6 separate regions of the Mus musculus genome follow, and regions 1, 2, 4, 5 and 6 are each linked to region 3. A link is a contact called in public HiCAR-type, HiChIP or PLAC-seq and promoter capture Hi-C data. All regions are on one chromosome and are shown on one strand. Each heading gives the region's core, a stretch centred on a gene start, on an enhancer-like site or on the middle of the called end of the contact. The rest is flanking DNA. Distances are from core to core; before and after follow the strand shown. Region 1 overlaps Dhtkd1 (dehydrogenase E1 and transketolase domain containing 1). Region 2 overlaps Cdc123 (cell division cycle 123). Region 3 holds the start of Mcm10 (minichromosome maintenance 10 replication initiation factor). Region 4 overlaps Camk1d (calcium/calmodulin-dependent protein kinase ID). Region 5 holds the start of Sec61a2 (Sec61, alpha subunit 2 (S. cerevisiae)). Region 6 holds the start of Nudt5 (nudix (nucleoside diphosphate linked moiety X)-type motif 5).

What was found. Promoter capture Hi-C pulls out the DNA fragments that hold promoters and counts their contacts. HiCAR-type assays count read pairs that join an accessible place to other places. HiChIP or PLAC-seq counts read pairs in DNA pulled down with a chosen protein or histone mark.
Region 1: a contact with region 3 is called in an H3K27ac HiChIP or PLAC-seq map of large pre-B cells, with 5 times the contacts expected there. The contact joins the enhancer-like site here to the promoter of Mcm10 in region 3. A contact is called at or near these places in 2 of 39 promoter capture datasets (embryonic stem cells and stem cell-derived epiblast-like cells) and 2 of 115 datasets of contacts at active chromatin or transcription factors (large pre-B cells and stem cell-derived neural progenitor cells).
Region 2: a contact with region 3 is called in an H3K4me3 HiChIP or PLAC-seq map of pro-B cells, with 6 times the contacts expected there. The contact joins the enhancer-like site here to the promoter of Mcm10 in region 3. A contact is called at or near these places in 1 of 39 promoter capture datasets (pre-B cells), 1 of 15 datasets of contacts at CTCF or cohesin (large pre-B cells), 2 of 484 Hi-C or Micro-C datasets (bone marrow-derived macrophages and embryonic stem cells), 7 of 115 datasets of contacts at active chromatin or transcription factors (the 230-238 cell line, embryonic stem cells, large pre-B cells and 1 more) and 3 of 9 other capture datasets (adipose tissue, embryonic stem cells and liver).
Region 4: a HiCAR-type map of embryonic stem cells shows a contact between it and region 3, with 4 times the contacts expected there. The contact joins the enhancer-like site here to the promoter of Mcm10 in region 3. A contact is called at or near these places in 5 of 39 promoter capture datasets (embryonic stem cells, hippocampal neurons, liver and 2 more) and 2 of 115 datasets of contacts at active chromatin or transcription factors (embryonic stem cells and stem cell-derived neural progenitor cells).
Region 5: a contact with region 3 is called in an H3K27ac HiChIP or PLAC-seq map of embryonic stem cells, with 6 times the contacts expected there. The contact joins the promoter of Sec61a2 here to the promoter of Mcm10 in region 3. A contact is called at or near these places in 4 of 39 promoter capture datasets (embryonic stem cells, hippocampal neurons and pre-B cells), 2 of 484 Hi-C or Micro-C datasets (CD4 T cells and embryonic stem cells), 12 of 115 datasets of contacts at active chromatin or transcription factors (astrocytes, bone marrow-derived macrophages, differentiating embryonic stem cells and 4 more) and 3 of 9 other capture datasets (adipose tissue, embryonic stem cells and liver).
Region 6: a contact with region 3 is called in a promoter capture Hi-C map of embryonic stem cells, with 5 times the contacts expected there. The contact joins the promoter of Nudt5 here to the promoter of Mcm10 in region 3. A contact is called at or near these places in 15 of 39 promoter capture datasets (the 3T3-L1 cell line, the C10 cell line, the HPC-7 cell line and 8 more), 1 of 15 datasets of contacts at CTCF or cohesin (pro-B cells), 5 of 484 Hi-C or Micro-C datasets (CD4 T cells, Sertoli cells, bone marrow-derived macrophages and 2 more), 30 of 115 datasets of contacts at active chromatin or transcription factors (DN3 thymocytes, the SCID.adh cell line, astrocytes and 17 more) and 2 of 9 other capture datasets (adipose tissue and liver).

The regions. Positions count from the first base shown.
Region 1 is chr2:5,929,042-5,931,741 of GRCm38.p6, forward strand. It overlaps Dhtkd1 (dehydrogenase E1 and transketolase domain containing 1), which reads right to left. Exons shown (of 17, transcript NM_001081131.2): 3 at 1,734-1,945; 4 at 597-791. Among named protein-coding and RNA genes, the nearest start is that of Dhtkd1, 12 kb to the right of the region's middle. Within about 2 kb of position 1,425, at least 46 of the 459 cell types and tissues checked have an H3K27ac peak or open chromatin away from gene starts, as enhancers often do.
Region 2 is chr2:5,803,162-5,805,861 of GRCm38.p6, forward strand. It overlaps Cdc123 (cell division cycle 123), which reads right to left. Exons shown (of 13, transcript NM_133837.5): 9 at 1,750-1,872; 10 at 786-814. Among named protein-coding and RNA genes, the nearest start is that of Gm29984, 21 kb to the right of the region's middle. Within about 2 kb of position 1,415, at least 52 of the 459 cell types and tissues checked have an H3K27ac peak or open chromatin away from gene starts, as enhancers often do. A contact at or near this core is called in the 230-238 cell line, adipose tissue, bone marrow-derived macrophages and 1 more, where this site is marked.
Region 3 is chr2:5,011,353-5,014,133 of GRCm38.p6, forward strand. Mcm10 (minichromosome maintenance 10 replication initiation factor) reads right to left here and starts at 1,439. Exons shown (of 20, transcript NM_027290.3): 1 at 1,353-1,439.
Region 4 is chr2:5,667,783-5,670,482 of GRCm38.p6, forward strand. The region is part of intron 1 of Camk1d (calcium/calmodulin-dependent protein kinase ID); the gene reads right to left. Among named protein-coding and RNA genes, the nearest start is that of Camk1d, 46 kb to the right of the region's middle. Within about 2 kb of position 1,394, at least 17 of the 459 cell types and tissues checked have an H3K27ac peak or open chromatin away from gene starts, as enhancers often do. A contact at or near this core is called in embryonic stem cells and liver, where this site is marked.
Region 5 is chr2:5,894,084-5,896,783 of GRCm38.p6, forward strand. It overlaps Sec61a2 (Sec61, alpha subunit 2 (S. cerevisiae)), which reads right to left and starts at 1,349. Exons shown (of 12, transcript NM_021305.4): 1 at 1,174-1,349. The coding sequence starts at 1,180. Gm13267 (predicted gene 13267) reads left to right here and starts at 1,381. Exons shown (of 3, transcript NR_166420.1): 1 at 1,381-1,691. It also overlaps a transcript of Dhtkd1 not described here.
Region 6 is chr2:5,843,602-5,846,301 of GRCm38.p6, forward strand. Nudt5 (nudix (nucleoside diphosphate linked moiety X)-type motif 5) reads left to right here and starts at 1,433. Exons shown (of 10, transcript NM_016918.3): 1 at 1,433-1,784. Cdc123 (cell division cycle 123) reads right to left here and starts at 1,576. Exons shown (of 13, transcript NM_133837.5): 1 at 1,234-1,576. The coding sequence starts at 1,307.

The sequences.
Region 1 (2,700 bases), core at 175-2,674, 920 kb after region 3:
AAACAAAATAACCCAGGATTTCCCTGAGAGAAGAATCTATAAAAGAACATTACAGGAGAGTCAACCTCGATTTTGCCCGTCAGCATGAAGCTCCACCCCTTCACTAAGCTATCCCACCAACTGTTCATGAGCCCCACCGGTTTCTAGAGGAACTTAGCACCATCACCTTCATCCTGCTGCAGTCCTGCACAGGCAAGAACCACAGAAAGTTCCTAGAGACATAGAAAAGCTACCTCTGTGGAGTCTCATCAACATGGCTGCCCAAACGAGACCTGAACGCCTACATCAACTAACATGCCATTATGGAAAGGGGAAGGCTCCAGAGGCTCCAGAGGCCTCAGCCGCAGACTAAGAGTCGTGGGCAGCTGGGGAGTGCCCAGAGTGGGAGAAAGATCTTCCCCAGGGAAGAGCCTCCGGTTGTTTCTCCAGGACCGAGTGGTAACATTAGATGTCACTGAGTGGGCTGCATTTATGCATCTAGGAATATAGGAGTTTGGGGTTACGTGGAGGGGACTGTGTAACAACAATTAAAGGTAAAAATAGTAGCCATGGACATTAAAACAAACAAACAAAGCACACATAGAGAGGAACCTTACCTCCGGAGGTAACTGCAGAAGGCCTGTCAACAAATTCAACCTCCCTCTATGGGGCATCCCGATAATGATGTCGGTTATACCGCCATAGGCTGACAATTTCAGCAACTCATGAAAAAAGCCCATCATGCTCTCTGCCCCTTCACCGCCGTATCTCTTCACCGTGGCAAACTTGGTGGCCAAAAAGTGGTCAAACTCCTATGGAACAGACATATGAGCTGCCGGAAGACAGTCAAGTGCTCAGGCGAAAGGCAGATATGGCCCATGTGGTGTAAGAAGGCCCCAGATTATTCATTCCAGTGGTCCCAGCTGTGTCCCTTCACTACATATCCATGGAGAGAGGCATCACGGGATAGTACAGCTCTGCTAAGGACCCTTGACCCAGAAGGAGCTGTAAAGAGTATCACATATCTGGGAACAGCTACCTTCTCTATTTGCTTTTCTAGGCTTAAGGGCGGACTTGGCTATCTGCTGCTTAGTCAAACAGCAGTTTTTGTAGAGGCTCCACAGTATTTTCTCACCAAGGTCTAATGCTATCCAGATACAGTGGTGGAAATAGGCTTTATTGGTTTGTCCTGCCTGAGTCCTTACCACAGCCCTGATGGTTTGGTTTCACCAGTTTACAGTGAGAACCTCTGCCCAGGAGTTTAGCAATCTCTTCAGGAAACAAAACGAGATGCATCATCTCAAGGACTTTGTCAGCTTTCACAAAACAAGCAGACAAATGCTTCAACGCACTTTGATGCCATCCACTTTGCTTCTGCCTGGAGTGAAGTGTTGCTAAGTCTGCTGTGCTGAAGCAATGGGGAGCGGCAGGGACACGGTCTACTGCCTTCTTTCCTCTCTTTAGTGGCGAGCGATCTTTGCAGGAACTGAGAAGGCCTGGCTCACTGATATTAGCTAGTACTTATTTTTACCACTTTTAGCTATATAGTTGTATGTATCTGTGCGTCAGCGTATACACATTAGTGCGGGTGCCCTCAGAAGCCACAGACGTTGGATCCCCTGTTGCTGGAGTTAAAAACAGCAACATGAGGCACCATGTGGGTGTTGGGATTTGAACCTGGCTTCTCTAGAAGAGCAGCAGGTGATTTTAACCACTGAGCCACCCCTCCGGCCCCTAGCTGATACTGTTTATACCTGAGACTCTAGCAATAGTTTGGACAGGTATTTTCGTTCTTCTGTGGTGAACGTCTCCTTTTTCAGTTCCTCAAACCTTCTGGCAAACCAGTCTCTCTCTTCCTGGCTCTGAAGCTGGGCGGTTTCGATAGAAATTGGGCCACAGTAGATATGGTTCAGATAGGCCAATACTTCCTCAAGAGAAGCTGCTTCTTTGCCCAGGTTTAACAGTCCTGTGAAAGACAACCAAAGGGACCATGTCACAGAAGCAGCAGCCGCCCAGAAGGGAAGTCGAGGGACGGAACAGAGTGCCTCTGCTGCTTCCACCGTGAGCTCCATTACAAACAGAATCATCACTGGTTATTAATAGTTCCTTTAAAAAAAAACCAAACAATTGTGGGAACTTATATCCAGGATCTCCCACGTAACAAGCAAGCATTCTGCACTGAGGTGCAGCCTCTGACCAATCTAGACCTTCTCTAAAGGCAAAATTAAAATTCCGGTTGATGGCCATAAGGTGGTGAAACTCGATGGGAGGAGACCTTCCTCGTGAGGACTGCTCTATGTTATGTGGGACTGTGATTCTATAGTGACTTCAGGATGAAATTTAAAACTCTTGGGGTAGGACTACATCTCAGTGTAGAGCTCCTGCCTGGCATGCCCAGGACCCCGGGTCTCTTTCTTGCAGCACAATAATACGGATAACGTAGGTAACATGAGATAAACCCTGAAACGGTGACTCGTGATGCAGGCCTCATTTTTCTGTTTGTTTTGTGATTGCTTTAGTTTCCAGGCAGGAGATGTGGAATGAGGGGATCAGGGCTTTAGAATGAAAGCAGAGCAGGCTGTCCCCACCTCTGCCATGTGACAGCTACACATTCCTTAGGTTTACTGAGTCTGTTTGCATCTGTGGTAGTTTGAATGAGAAGCCCCCCCCCCCCCCCCCCCCCCCCCGTAGGTTCAGACACTGGAACACTCGGACCCCAGA
Region 2 (2,700 bases), core at 165-2,664, 790 kb after region 3:
ATATACACACTCATGCGCAGGATTCCCACATGAATATGAATATAAACATATTCAAAAAGTTTAAATGAAAAATCTATTAAAGGAAAAAAAAATAAATGTAAACAAATTTACATCTTTGCTTAAGCAAGTCACACAAAGAGCCTTTTAGTTGACTTGAGAAAACCTAAGAACCAAATGACAAATTTCTATTGTTAAGTGTATACAATGAATGATTTTTAGTAGGTCTAGACCTCCCAGGAAGTGTGAAGAAGGACATAAGTGGTCATTTATTCACTTGTTCTATTGCTGGTCCTATATTTAGGGACCACCCTGTAATCCCATCACACAGGAGGCAAAAGCAAGAGGGTCATGAGTTCAAAACCAACCTGATTTACATAACAAATTCCATCTGAGTGTACACCTTCAATGCCAGTACTCAGGAAGCAGAGACAGGAGGATGTCTAAGTTTGAGGCCAGCCTGGTCTACAATGTGAGTTTCAGGACAAACAGGGCTACACAGAAAAGCCCAGTATTGAAAACTAAACCAAACCAAACCAAACCAAACCAAACCAAACCAAACAAACAAAAAAACAAATTCCAGGCCAGCTGGAGCTAAATTCACCAAAGCAAGCACACTGAATTTATTCATGCTGGATATGCTACTGTAAGGAATAATCTTACATTGTGAATTTCACAGACTTCATCTTGAGAATACATTTTCTGAGCAATAGACCCTTCATAAATTTAATGGCTGTGTACTGTGTTCACCATTCCTGGTTTTAAAGCAAGTTAACTACAGTACTTACCCTACTGTCCCTGTATATATCGAACACAACTGTAAAGAAGAAAAAAAACTCAGTTACTAATAAGCGAATGCTTTCATAATCTAAATCTCTTTTTGAAAATTCAAGTATACTTTACTACTAAACACAGCAGAATATAATTAGCCATGAATACTTATGGTGGCTCACACTTCCTAGCACTAGAGAAACTAAGGTAGGAGGACGGCTGCAGGGTCAAGGCCAGCTTGAACCAAGTAGGACCAAGGCCCGTTAGACTACAGTGTAGGAACCTGCCCAACACAACAATGAACAGACTCATTGATGAAATAAAAGTCTAACTGTAATGATTGCTCATGCTTAAAAACACAAACCAAATAGCAACATAGTTGCTTGCATGGGCAGAGGAAGCTGTCACCAAGACAATTATGAGTGAAAGGCACTCCCATCACATACCTGAGGTGGGAAATGAGTCTCATAAGAAAGCACAGAATGTAATTATCAGACAGCACGATTCATCTTCTTTTTAAATTAAATATGCTATGGAACCCAGGCTTGGCAAGTAAGAAAGGCATAAATCACAGGTTTAACTCTATGCTATTTGAAAACTCTCTTACATACCACAAACTTTCAGTTCCTCAAAACAACCCCCAGTTGTTTGCTCTGCAGCCGTTTCTGCCCCAGATAACAGACAGAAGCTAAAAAGAAGAAGCACTCTACTCTCCACGGACAGATCTGGTAAAACGCACCAGCTTCTCCGAGCGTGGAGAGAAGTGCCCTGGTATTGAATAACATTATCTAATTACATGGGGTGACATGAACACAAGTCATCAGTGACACCAATGGTCACATAATAAAGTGCTGGGGTGCAGAACACTGAGCTGAGTATTGAAGACAGGCCAGAGTGATGTCCACAACTTTTACTTTACTTTATTGAGGCTCAGCGACCATTGCCAGGTCTCACTTCATTGCACCAATAGCAAATACTCACAGTCTTCATCTAAGAATTTATACTGTAGGTGTTCCTTGAAAAAGTCTTGAATGCATCTGCAAATTTCTTCTTTTTGCTTAGAAATATGATCATAGTATTGTGTGTAATCCCTCTGAGAAATACCTGACAAGAAAACGTTCAGTAGCTGTTACTAGATGATGCCCATAAAACACCAATTAACATAATTTACCATAGGTAGTGATCGAGGCTTTTGAAGCTGGCCAGAAGACCATACAGGTGAACACGGCAGCTCAAACCAAATAGCTCAGCAACCAAGGTCTATGAATAAATGCATCTTAGGCTCCAGAATGCCACACACTTAATTTTGGAAGTCGTTATTTTATTTAGCACGGTGGAAAGGATTCAGTCACAAAAAGACTTGCTTAGTAAAACCTCCAATAGCAATTCTAGACGTGCGCATGCATGCACCTGCTGCTTTCATGTTTAAAGCTAGTCTCTTCAAATCGCTATCCTCTTCCAGGTGGTGGTGGGGTGGGAACATGTAAAAGAGCCCTCACACACACCTGCCTGCCTTCACAAAAGCAGCCTGTGTTTGTTTTACGGAAGGTGATTGGTCTTCAGAGCCTGAAATTCAGACTGCTGTAAGGAAAGGCCTCTGAGTTCTTAGTCACACACCCAAGTGTGACTAGCACACTTAAACTGTGGAATATGTAACAGTGGAACACCTACGCTTATCTTAGTTATAAGAATAAATGCCACCATTCCATCCATTCCATGAGAACTGGTGAGCTGATGCTCAGCTACATGTCCCTTGGTCCACAACTTTTACCTTACAGAAAACACAGTGGCAAACGTTTTGAAAGAACAACTTACTTCAGTCCATAGCCTGAGTAAGTGACAGCTAACAGGGTAATATCTTCAGAGGTAAGAAGACAAGAAACAGACTTGTTTCATATATTTTCTCTGCTCATGTAATAAACAATGCCCTAA
Region 3 (2,781 bases), core at 189-2,688:
TAGATATAATAATAAATAAATCTTTTTAAAAAAAAGATAGAAAGATAACATTGAAGCTAGGTATGGTATCAAACTCCTTTAATTGCAGTCCTGGGGAAGGTGGAAGCAGGTTGTCAGAACCCTGGCCATTCTGCCAAACAGTGAACGAACTCTGAGAGAGGCCCCAGAGGGGAAAGGCAGAGAGAGGGCCTTTAACCTCAAGTATAGCTTGCTCCCTGGATGGTTCTTGGACCTGATTTCCAGCCTCCTTCAACAAACATTTGCATTCAATTTATAAGACATGTTTGTTCCTGTTGTATGTGGGAGCATGGCTATAGAACCCACTCTGGTAAAAGGATTGGGTTTTGGTGCACCCCGAATCTGGATATGGCCTTCTGCCTTGCTTTAGTGTTTCCTCAGATATAAACCCTACCGTGTAGGCCAGGCAATTGTGCTTAACTTGTTCTGTTCTGGCTTACGGTATACTTATTTACATTCTGCTGCTTTCAATTATCCTTAGAACCACATCCACAATGCCCGCCTGAGAAGCAATGGGTGGGTACCTTCTTCCTTGTTTCTATTTCCTCAATTCCCTGTGTTTGCATCTTCCTGCTAGATTAGCTTGCTTTCAGCTTCTTGAACTGTTTTCAGCTTAGGCATTTTGTCTAGAAAGCTCTTTTAGAGTACTTTCTCATCTCCAACTAGCTAATTTCTGAGCCTTTCTAGTCGGCCATACCCCGAAGGTTCCCTCTAGAGCCCCTCTGCCCTAGTTAACTGCACATTTGTCCACCACTGTGTGCTTGTTATAAGGATCCTCTTCAGAGTGCACCACCACTGTCCGGCAGAAATAAACTTTTAAAAAACAAAAATAAAAGGGCGCTCTTAAAAAAAGAAAACAACCGGGTTGGGGAGGTGGCTCAGCGGTTAAGAGCATTGACTGCTCTTCCAAAGGTTCTGAGTTCAAAGCCCAGCAACCACATGGTGGCTCACAACCATCTGTAAGGAGATCTGACGCGCTCTTCTGGTGTGTATAAAGACAGCTTACATATAATCAACCAATATTTAAAAAGAAAGAAAAAAGAGAAGAGAAGAGAAGAGAAGAGAAGAGAAGAGAAGAGAAGAGAAGAGAAGAGAAGAGAAAAGAAAAGAGAAGAGAAAAGAGAAGACAACCCAAAACGGGCTCCTTAAGCACTCGAGCCCTCCATCTTCCAGCCCCGGCGCCTTGCCCGTTCCAGCCTCGGCCAAAGGTCGCCTGCTCCGCTGGATCCAGATCTCGGCGCCTTTGCCCCTCAGAGCCCGCGCCTCTCCCTCAGACCCCAATCCCTGCGTGGATGCCCAGAGTTCCGGACACACGCAAACCCCGTGACGCTTACCTAAGACCCGGGCCTCTTCCCGGTCCACAGCGGATCCCGCCAAAAAACTAAATTGGGCTCCGCCCAACTCTGACGTCGACGCGTTCATTTGTGGAGGACGCTCTGATTGGCTCCACCGGAACTCTTGGACCACACAGATCCTTGGCTGGGGGAAGCACCGCCTCTCAGTAGAGCAACCTGATTGGCCATCTTTGTTATGGGCAAAGAACTTCCGGTTGGTGAGGCTGCAGATTCCCATAATTAAGATTCACATAGCAGAGCTCCAGCCCATCTCTGTAAGTTAACACTCAACTGGTTTCCCTGCTGGAAGTAAACTTATTGAAGTCCCAACCAGTTTTGCTGCTCCTATGTCCAGTTTAGATATTAGGATTTGAATAGAGAGAGAGATGAAAGTTTCTACTTTTCACTCTGTCTGACCTACAGGAACTACCATTTCTTCAGATTTTGTTTCTACACCTGTAAACGAGGGAAAGGCTAGATATTTTTGGACGCAGAAAACAATATCCCTAGAATAGTGCAGATTCAGGGAACTAGATTATGTCAGAGTTGAGAATAATTTATCAGATCATTCTTCAGTAAAATTCAAACTTTTCTTTACAAGTATTTATACATAGGTCTAAAACCATTTTCCAAATGCAGAATATTTACCCTCCATAATTCCAAAGACTTCCATGCACAGTTTTGTTGATGTTTAAGACAGGGTCTCTCCAAGAAGCTCTGGCCTTGACCTTTCTGTGTAGATCAGGTGAGCCTTGAACTCAAGACTCTGCTTCCCACCTACTGGGTTTAGAGTGCCTGCCTGGATTACTTTAAAACAGTATGTAGCAGGATCCAGAGTGTCCTGGGATTCCTCCTCCCTCCCCCTCTTCCTTTTCCTTTGTGCTGATGATTGGATAACGGGGTTCATGGATTCTAAGCATGCCCTGTGCCACTGCCATGGAGCTGGATTCACACCCCTGGCCTAGGATTCTTGAAACCTGCCTCAGCTTCAAGAGTGCTGGGATTACAGTGACCACACGCACCTCCAAGTGACACTCTTTAGAGTCTGAATTCATCCACTAGTTGATTTGAGATAAGACAGCATTGGTGTCTCTATCTCTCCACTCTGTTTACCCAGTGTGTGACTAGAAAGCAAAGAATCTTGATGCCTGGACACGGAGTTTTCTTCTTCTCCATCTCATCGTTATCAAAGCCTGTGCTCCTGGCTCAGGATTAGGAATAATTCTAGTATGAAAATTTCACAGTGATAAAGAGACTTCAATAATTAGATAGGCCAGTCCTTTTTTTTTCTTTTTTTTTTTTTTTCAAGACAGGGTTTCTCCGTGTAGACCTGGCTGTCTTGGAACTCACTCATAGACCAGGTTGGCCTCGAACTCAGAAATCCGCCTGCCTCTGCCTCCTGAGTGCTGGGATTAAAGGCGTGCACCAC
Region 4 (2,700 bases), core at 144-2,643, 660 kb after region 3:
ACACACAGCTGGAAAGGAGGAGGCTAACATACAGATGTGCTGAAAGCAAACTAAATAGCCTGGTGCTCAACTTAGAAAGAGATCAATGAGCTGAGGGTGATAACTCCTCACTATAATCCTAGCACCTCGAAGCCTGTGGCAGGAAGACTGCAAGTTTGAGGCCAGCCTGGGCTACAGAGTCTAGACCAGCCTGGGCTACATAGTGAGACCCTGTCAAGGAAGGGCCTGCCATAGCATCACTCCAGCTCCACTTCTGTATTTACTTAGACACAGTTTCTTTACCCTCAGAGTGATGAATATTCATCATTATGGACAGGACTAGGGGAGGGTGAGTGGAAAGGCTCCACCGCTTTACCAGAAACAACTTCTGCATTCTACTGTTACGGTACATACAAAGCATCTACTTGTACACAAGTGTGTGATAACAATCATTAGCTTAGTACTGAAGTAACTATATACATAGATTTTTAAATATTTATATTTAGACCCTTACTGATACAGAAATCTAATTTAAACATTATGTACATACTTTTGCAGGAATACATATGGTATTCCAGGATAAAATTCCTTAGGAATAGAATATTAGCTGAAAGGGGGAGGGGAAGAACTTATTATTTTAAGCTGATTCTAGTACTTTTTAATGATAATGACAGGTATCAAATGTCTATGGCATTTACATTCCATTTAACTGGTTACAGTTAAAATAATCATGATACTGTTCCATTTGAAGACATTGATATTTACAATAAGAAAGTGATATCCTTTATTTACCATGCTTAAGTTATGATAAAAAATATTCATCTGTCCACAGAGAAGCTGTGAGGGCTGGTGGCTTCGTGGAATTAGTTAGGAACGACTGAGAGACAGAAGATGAGAAGAAAGGCCACCCTTGGTTCCAGCACGTTTCCGGCCTTAAGATATTCCTAGAGAAGGGAGACATCTAAATTTCCTCTTTAGAATTAAGCTTTTCATACATTGGTCTTAAAAAACTTCTAGGCATGGGGCTGGAGAGATGGCTCAGCGGTTAAGAGCACTGACTGTTCTTCCGAAGGTCCTGAGTTCAAATCCCAGCAACCACATGGTGGCTCAGAACCATCTGTAATGAGATCCGATGTCCTCTTCTGGGGTGTCCGAAGACAGCTACAGTGTACTTACATATCATAAATAAATAAATCTTAAAAAAAAAAAAAACTCCTAGGCAGAGTTTAGGCCACACAAAACAGAGCTGTTAGCCAACACCTTTCTTTGACTTTGCCTCTAAACAACACTCAACTTCCTGTGTCAACTTTTCCATGGACTTAAAAGTGAATCTGCTCACTCAGGAAGGGCTCCCTGTGGAGCACGCTCCCTGTTCTGAAAGACTACATTGCGCAGACTCAGATTGATTGGCAGGCAAATGTTTGCAATGCATTGGGCTAAATTCTACACTAGGCAGCCCAGGCAGTGGCCACAAGGTCTTTGCTTATGTTAAATTAGAAATAATGGTTTTAACTGCAAAGAGAACTTAGAGCTAGAAGAAACAATGTTGGTGATTCGTCACGGATCTCTTAGGACACCCAAGCTGAGTCAAGGCCGTGGCTATCCTAGGATGCCTGAGAGGCACAGATGCACACAGTAAGATTAAATCCCGCCCCTCCTCATTTTCAGTTTTTGTGTTAAAAACAGGCACATGATGGAAATAAACCATTAAGACAAGATCCAAAAATAAGTTTAACTGGTTACCAAAACTCATATACAAAGTTCTCATTCTAATCACTTCTGTAAACAGCTGAAAGGTACGGACACCAAACCTCGGCTTGTGGAGCGCAATCAACTTAATCGGCTTCTTTGAAAGATTAATTTAAGTGAAGATTACCGATGGCTGCAGATGACACGGGTCCAATCGCGCAGCCCAGTTGAGATGAAGGAAAAATTGCGAAATCATACAAACACAGCTGCAGGCCAAACATGGAGATGGGGGGGGGGGGGGACCTCCTTCCTGGGTCCGAAACACAACTCTAAAGGACAGTGCTAAAGTCGAAACCGAAATGTCAGGAACAGCATGTGAAGGCTCAGGTACCCCAGGCTGGGACCTGCCCGTGGTCAGGACAGCAGGGGTCATGTGACCTGCCCTAGGGCGCTGCAGCTGTTTGGACAGAAAGCCCAACCAGCTAGCCAGGAAAAGGACAATCAACTGCTGTTGATCCTACCTCAAACCAGATTCTAAGTGCTTGTTTAAGCCGTTTCAAGGGCAAGTTCTGCTAAGTCCCAGACAGGAAGCATAAATAAGATGAAACTGGAAAAGAGATCAAATATGGTCTCCACAGACCTAAAAGGAAAACGTTCTACCCACAACATGCAATAAGGAGGTTAATTTGAAGACCCTTCTGGAAGTTGTGGCGGGGGGAGTCAGGGGTCAGTACCTGGACGTGTTATCATTGAGAATGGAAGAAGGTTAAACCCTCAACAGCACTTACCAGAGGCGCAGCTCAGAGACCAAACCAACTCCATCTTGGGTTCAGAGTCCAACTTGGAGAACCTGAGCTAAGGCTGAACCAACAAGCCTGCACCTCCAAGTCGCTCCCTAGCAACCACCAATCAGGAGGAAAGCAGCAGTTACGTTTATGGCTCGGCTCCTCGCACCAGCCAATTATTTTAAAGGAAAACAAAATTCTGTAACAGCCCCCACTCAGATGTGTGCCAGGCTGGAGTCCCCCTTGC
Region 5 (2,700 bases), core at 99-2,598, 880 kb after region 3:
AACCATCCGTAACGAGATCTGACTCCCTCTTCTGGAGTGTCTGAAGACAGCTACAGTGTACTTACATATAATAAATAAATAAATCTTTAAAAAAAAAAAAAAAAAAAAAAAAGTAAATCTAAATTCTGAAAACATTTACCTGCAATTAAAAAAACAACAACTATGGGTCACAACACTGGGAAACTGTCTAGAATCGCCTCCCTTCCCCATCTCAGCCCAGGCTACTCTCCGAGATTTATTGCTAGTTTATGAATTACTGTACTGGCGTTCAGGATCAAAAAACGCTGTTGCGTGCCGCCATGTACTGCCTCTCCCCGTGTTGCACAATTCCATTTTTATTCACAATTCAAGGCCAAGGGTCTCTTATTTCCTTTCCAATTTTCCCCAAATGTCTACTGTTAGCCAATGGAGTGCATCGCAACGTTATCCCTTTATACACAAACATGTGAACTGCTAGGTAAAGTATCTGTGTGAAAATACATGAGGGTGAGTGATTGGGCAGGGCCCTGGAAGGATCTTATAATGCGAGGCCTCGTCCATACCTTGCGCACCAACTTACAGTTTTCAATGAACACTACAGAATGACTGGGAAGAATTAATCTAGGAAAATGCTGAGCTACTGATCACACGCCTTTCCTCCCCTAAAACGCATGCTACGAATCACATTTTTAAAAAAGGGAGACTTGGTGGGGGAGGTTATGGGGGACTTTTTGGGATAGCATTGGAAATGTAAATGAGGAAAATACCTAATAAAAAATATTTTTTTAAAAAAAGGGAGACTTATTCGTCGCAACACACCAAGGAAGCGTGATTCAAGAATAATAATTTAAAAATTAATGAGTTTCCTGAGATTCAGAAAAAGCCCAAGTGGTCCAAGCCGTGGAGTGTGCTAACTACCCCCCGCCCCCAGCCAATGGCCTCCCCGCGCCATCCTCGCTCCTCGCCTCCTAAGGGGAGCAAACCGGGACTTCTGAGTTCCCGTGACCCGCCGGGCAAGGCCTCGCTGACCCGAGGCGCCTTGGCGGGTCCCCAGCTCGCTCTGCCCGTGGCGACCCCAACGAGGCCTGCGCATCCCCCGCACCCAAGACCACCCCAAGGAGTAAGCGACTCCACTGCCCACAGCCCGAAAGGACCCGCGGCCTTCGAGGTTCGCGCTCCAGCCACCACACTCACTGCCCATGGCGGCGGCTCAGCACACCCGGCGGGCACCCGCGGCCTCGCAGCTGCCTCCGCTCCGTTCCTCACGACTCTGGCCTAGGCGGCGGAGGCTGGGGACACGCTCTGGCCGTCCCCGCACAAGCTCCGCCCACAGAGTCATGTGACATGCGCTCTAGGCTCCTCCCAGACCTAGCCTGGCCGTTGGCGGACGTCCACCGCGTTGCTATGGTCACCGTTGGCGCGGCGGCGGGGGCGGGACTGGATGGCAAGAGGCGGGGCGGCCTGCCGTGGTGGGCGGTTCTTAGTTGCTCTACTCCAGGACAAGGGTTTTCCTTTTCAAAGCTGTTTTCTAGATAAGGTTTCCTGGTCCAGGTACCCCAAGGCCTAGAGCTGAGCTACCTGAGCCAGACTTTTCTTTCCGCCCCATCTTAACTGTAACTTCTTAGACATTTGTGAAAACTGGTAATACACTGCAGACAATAGTACTTTCCAGTACTTCCCCATCTTCAAAATAGACATCAAGGCATCAAGAGGTATAAACTCTTTTATCTGTCTCTCTTTTTCAGAAAGAAACCTTTTTAGGCCGGGCGGTGGTGGCGCACGCCTTTAATCCCAGCACTCGGGAGGCAGAGGCAGGTGGATTTCTGAGTTCGAGGCCAGCCTGGTCTACAGAGTGAGTTCCAGGACAGCCAGGGATACACAGAGAAACCCTGTCTCGAACCCGCCCCCCCAAAAAAAACCCAGTAAAACTTCCAAGGTAATATAGGTAAATTAGAGAAGTTAATTTCAGACTATTTTTCCCAAATAGGAAATATATGGAAAACATAAGAAATTTGAGTAAAATGGTTCTTTCAAGGTGGTAATTTTTATTTTGCTAAGAATAATGTGATATATGGGGGGTGGGTATGGGGGACCTTTGGGATAGCATTGAAAATGTAAACAAGGAAAATACCTAATTAAAAAAAAAGAATAATGTGTCATTTTAAGCAAAATTCATTATTTTTAATATTTCAACTTACTAATTACATAACTGAAGCTCTAGTTCTCACTGAACATTAAACATGCATAATTATGGACAGCAGATAAGAAAAACTAACATTTTTAAGAGGAAAGAAAATACAGTAGTGTTTCATATGAAATAATTCAAATGTCCCTTTCTGCAACACAATTCAGAATGTGGCTGATATAAAGGTAGAAAGGCAGAAGACATTTTCATAGCTCTGTCAGGGAAAACTGTAACAAGAAATAATAAACTTGTGAGAGGCAGCATAGGAAGAAATTTAGAAAGAGCAAGACAAAAACATTTTTAAATATATTAAATTCCATCTTAGAGTTTTAATATCTTTTAATTTAAGAAACCAAAAGATAAGAGAATAAAGGTACATTATGGTTTTTTTAAACTTAAATATACACTATTATTCTTATTAAACTTGCCTTTGAAACTTTACAGATTTATATAAGTAGTAATGAAGTGACAAGATTCATAAGGCTCGGCAAAAGAAAGAAGGACTGAAGGATGCAGAAAGGAAAGGGAGGGAAAGG
Region 6 (2,700 bases), core at 183-2,682, 830 kb after region 3:
TGGGTAAGAGCACCCGACTGCTCTTCCGAAGGTCCAGAGTTCGAATCCCAGCAACCACATGGTGGCTCACAACCATCCGTAACAAGATCTGACTCCCTCTTCTGGTGTGTCTGAAGACAGCTACAGTGTACTTACATATAATAATAAAATAAATAAAATTAAAAAAAAAAAAATTCACTTTAATGAGGCTTTATTAAATCCAAAAGGTAACAGGCAACATTTTTCATGTGTTTACTATGTGCTACAAAAGAGTGGCAACATTTTAAGTATTTTTTTTCTTTTGCAATTCTCATGACAATCCTATTATGTTTCTAAGTTTTCAAATGTGGTTTAGAGAGATTAAGTAATTTGCTGAAGATGCTGATAGAACCAGAATTCAAAGCCAGACAGAGGGTTCTGACTCTACAATCTAATTCTTGGGGGCAGGATTTTGTTTTTTGTGGTTTTGTTTTGTTTTGTTTTTGGATGCACCAATTCACCGTGGGCATTCTGCAAACCTGGACAGATTCCTTGTTCCAGGCCAGAGAACTAGAGAATAGGATCCCACCTTCTCAGCCAGGCGGTGGTGGCTCACGCCTTTAATCCCAGCACTTGGGAGGCAGAGGCAGGTGGATTTCTGAGTTCGAGGCCAGCCTGGTCTACAAAGTGAGTTCCAGGACAGCAAGGGCTACACAGAGAAACCCTGTCTCAAAAATCAAAAAAAAAAAAAAAAAAAAAAAAAAAACCCAAAACCAAAAACCAAACGATCCCACTTTCTCTCCAGATGGGTTGCTTCTTCTCAGAACACTGGATCGTCAGTAGCAATGCAACCTATACACACTACCAAACTGGAGCTTCATCCAGACTTGGAGGTACCGTCTGTATCACTGTTCTCATTGTACAATGATGGAACGCAACTCTCACCAGAGGGGGTTGTCGGTCAGCAGCAGGCAAAGTCTCCAGTTTTGTTTTGTTTATTGCCTTGCGCTTCTGACAATTCCCAAAGTATCTATTTCAATCTACCCTACCGAGGACCCCCACCGCCTCCCTACCTCCCTCGACTCGCTCTTTGATTCCGAACAGGACGCACGGCAAACACTGATCTACTTGTTAATCTTGCTCCGTCAAAGCCAATAGAAAATCCGCAGCTCGACACAGTCGCTCCCACTGAGTAGAAGGCCTGCGGATTTTGTTTAGTTTTCTGAAGGGATGGGATTTACCCAAACCCCCCGGTTTGACTCCGGGATAGGTTACCTCTTGATGGTAAGGCTTCGGAAAAGTGGGTACCACGCGGAGAACTGACAGTGACTAACATGCTCCTTCTTCATTCTCCAGCTGCCGCGTCAATAGCCGCCTTTCCCTCTCCCGCCAGCCCTCTCCCGGAACCCTGCGCAGCACTTCCGGAAGTGCCGACCGAGCCGTCTTAAAGAAAGGACTCTTCCGGTCCGTAAAAGTCCGCTGGCGCTAGACTCTAGAGCCATGGTAGACTGTATGCTTAGCGTGCCCACACAGACGCGCAAGACACACAGAGATCTGAGTCCGCAGAGAAGAGGCACGAAAGCGTAGATTTTTAGGAAGCTTACATCTCCGCTTTCGTCTGTATGCACCTCGACCCGGAAGGTAATCATCTGAAGCTAGCTGAGCTTCTACGGGTGCCTGGAGGAGGACGTGTGCACATCCTCCTTGCACCACGAGAGGCGCCGGTGTCTCTAGCGGTGGCGCCTGATTCTACGGAGACTGCAGCTTCTGCCTGATCCTTTTTCCTTTCCTCCTCAATCCCTTCCACATCCCACAGTTTAGTGTAGGTAAGTGGGCGCGAGCCAACCTCGGTACTAAGTGTCCTTGGAGAGGGGAAGGGAAAAAAGGGCGCGAGCACAACCGATGGTGCCCAGAGTACAGCCCGCCGCGCGCGCGTGTCTCCGCGTCTGCGCCTGAGCGCGAGACGAGAACCCGGGATCCAGGCGGACCAGCCTGGGCTACGAGAGGAACCTGGGAACAGCACAGTAAATGTTGGAACACATCAGTTGAGGCATCTACAAGAAGGATGGCCCCTTCTCATTCCGGAAAGTAGATTTTAGAGACACAGGGAAGAAGTCCCGCATGCACGATTCTGGGGAGGAGGGTGGTATTTTACGATCCTGAAGATGAAAGAAGCGATGTTCGTCTGAGAAATCAAGAAAAAGGGGAAAGTTGTGTCTTTTAAGCTTAAAGTTTAGTCCAATTCCGAAAAAGTTACCAGTGTGGAAAAAGCACATATTTTTATCAATGTCTCTGCAATGATGAAATCGTAAAAGGTTGGAAGAGTTTGTATACGACAACTTGTGATATCATTTTTCTCCCTACTCCTTTTTCCATCTATCATCCTACAAAGTTCAGTTTCTTTTTAAAAAAAAAAAAAAAAAAGGAAAAAAATCACCAGCTGCAAGAGACAGGCCTTTCAAACCCTCTGGTGCTTCCTGTAATGTAGAAGCCTTGGGCATGTTCCAAGCACGTATTTGTCCAGAAGCACCACATTTCTGATACTCACCCTCACAGAAAAATAAATTGCATTTTCCACAGCGCATCTAAGCAGTTTAAATTAGAGAGAGAGGAAAAACCCCAGCCACTGTTGACCTCTTTAGAAAGGTATTTGTTAGAACTGATGAACAGAATCCTCTGTATTTTGAATTAGAATTCGTGCTCGCGCGTGCACACACACACAGGAGAGGTATACATTGTTTG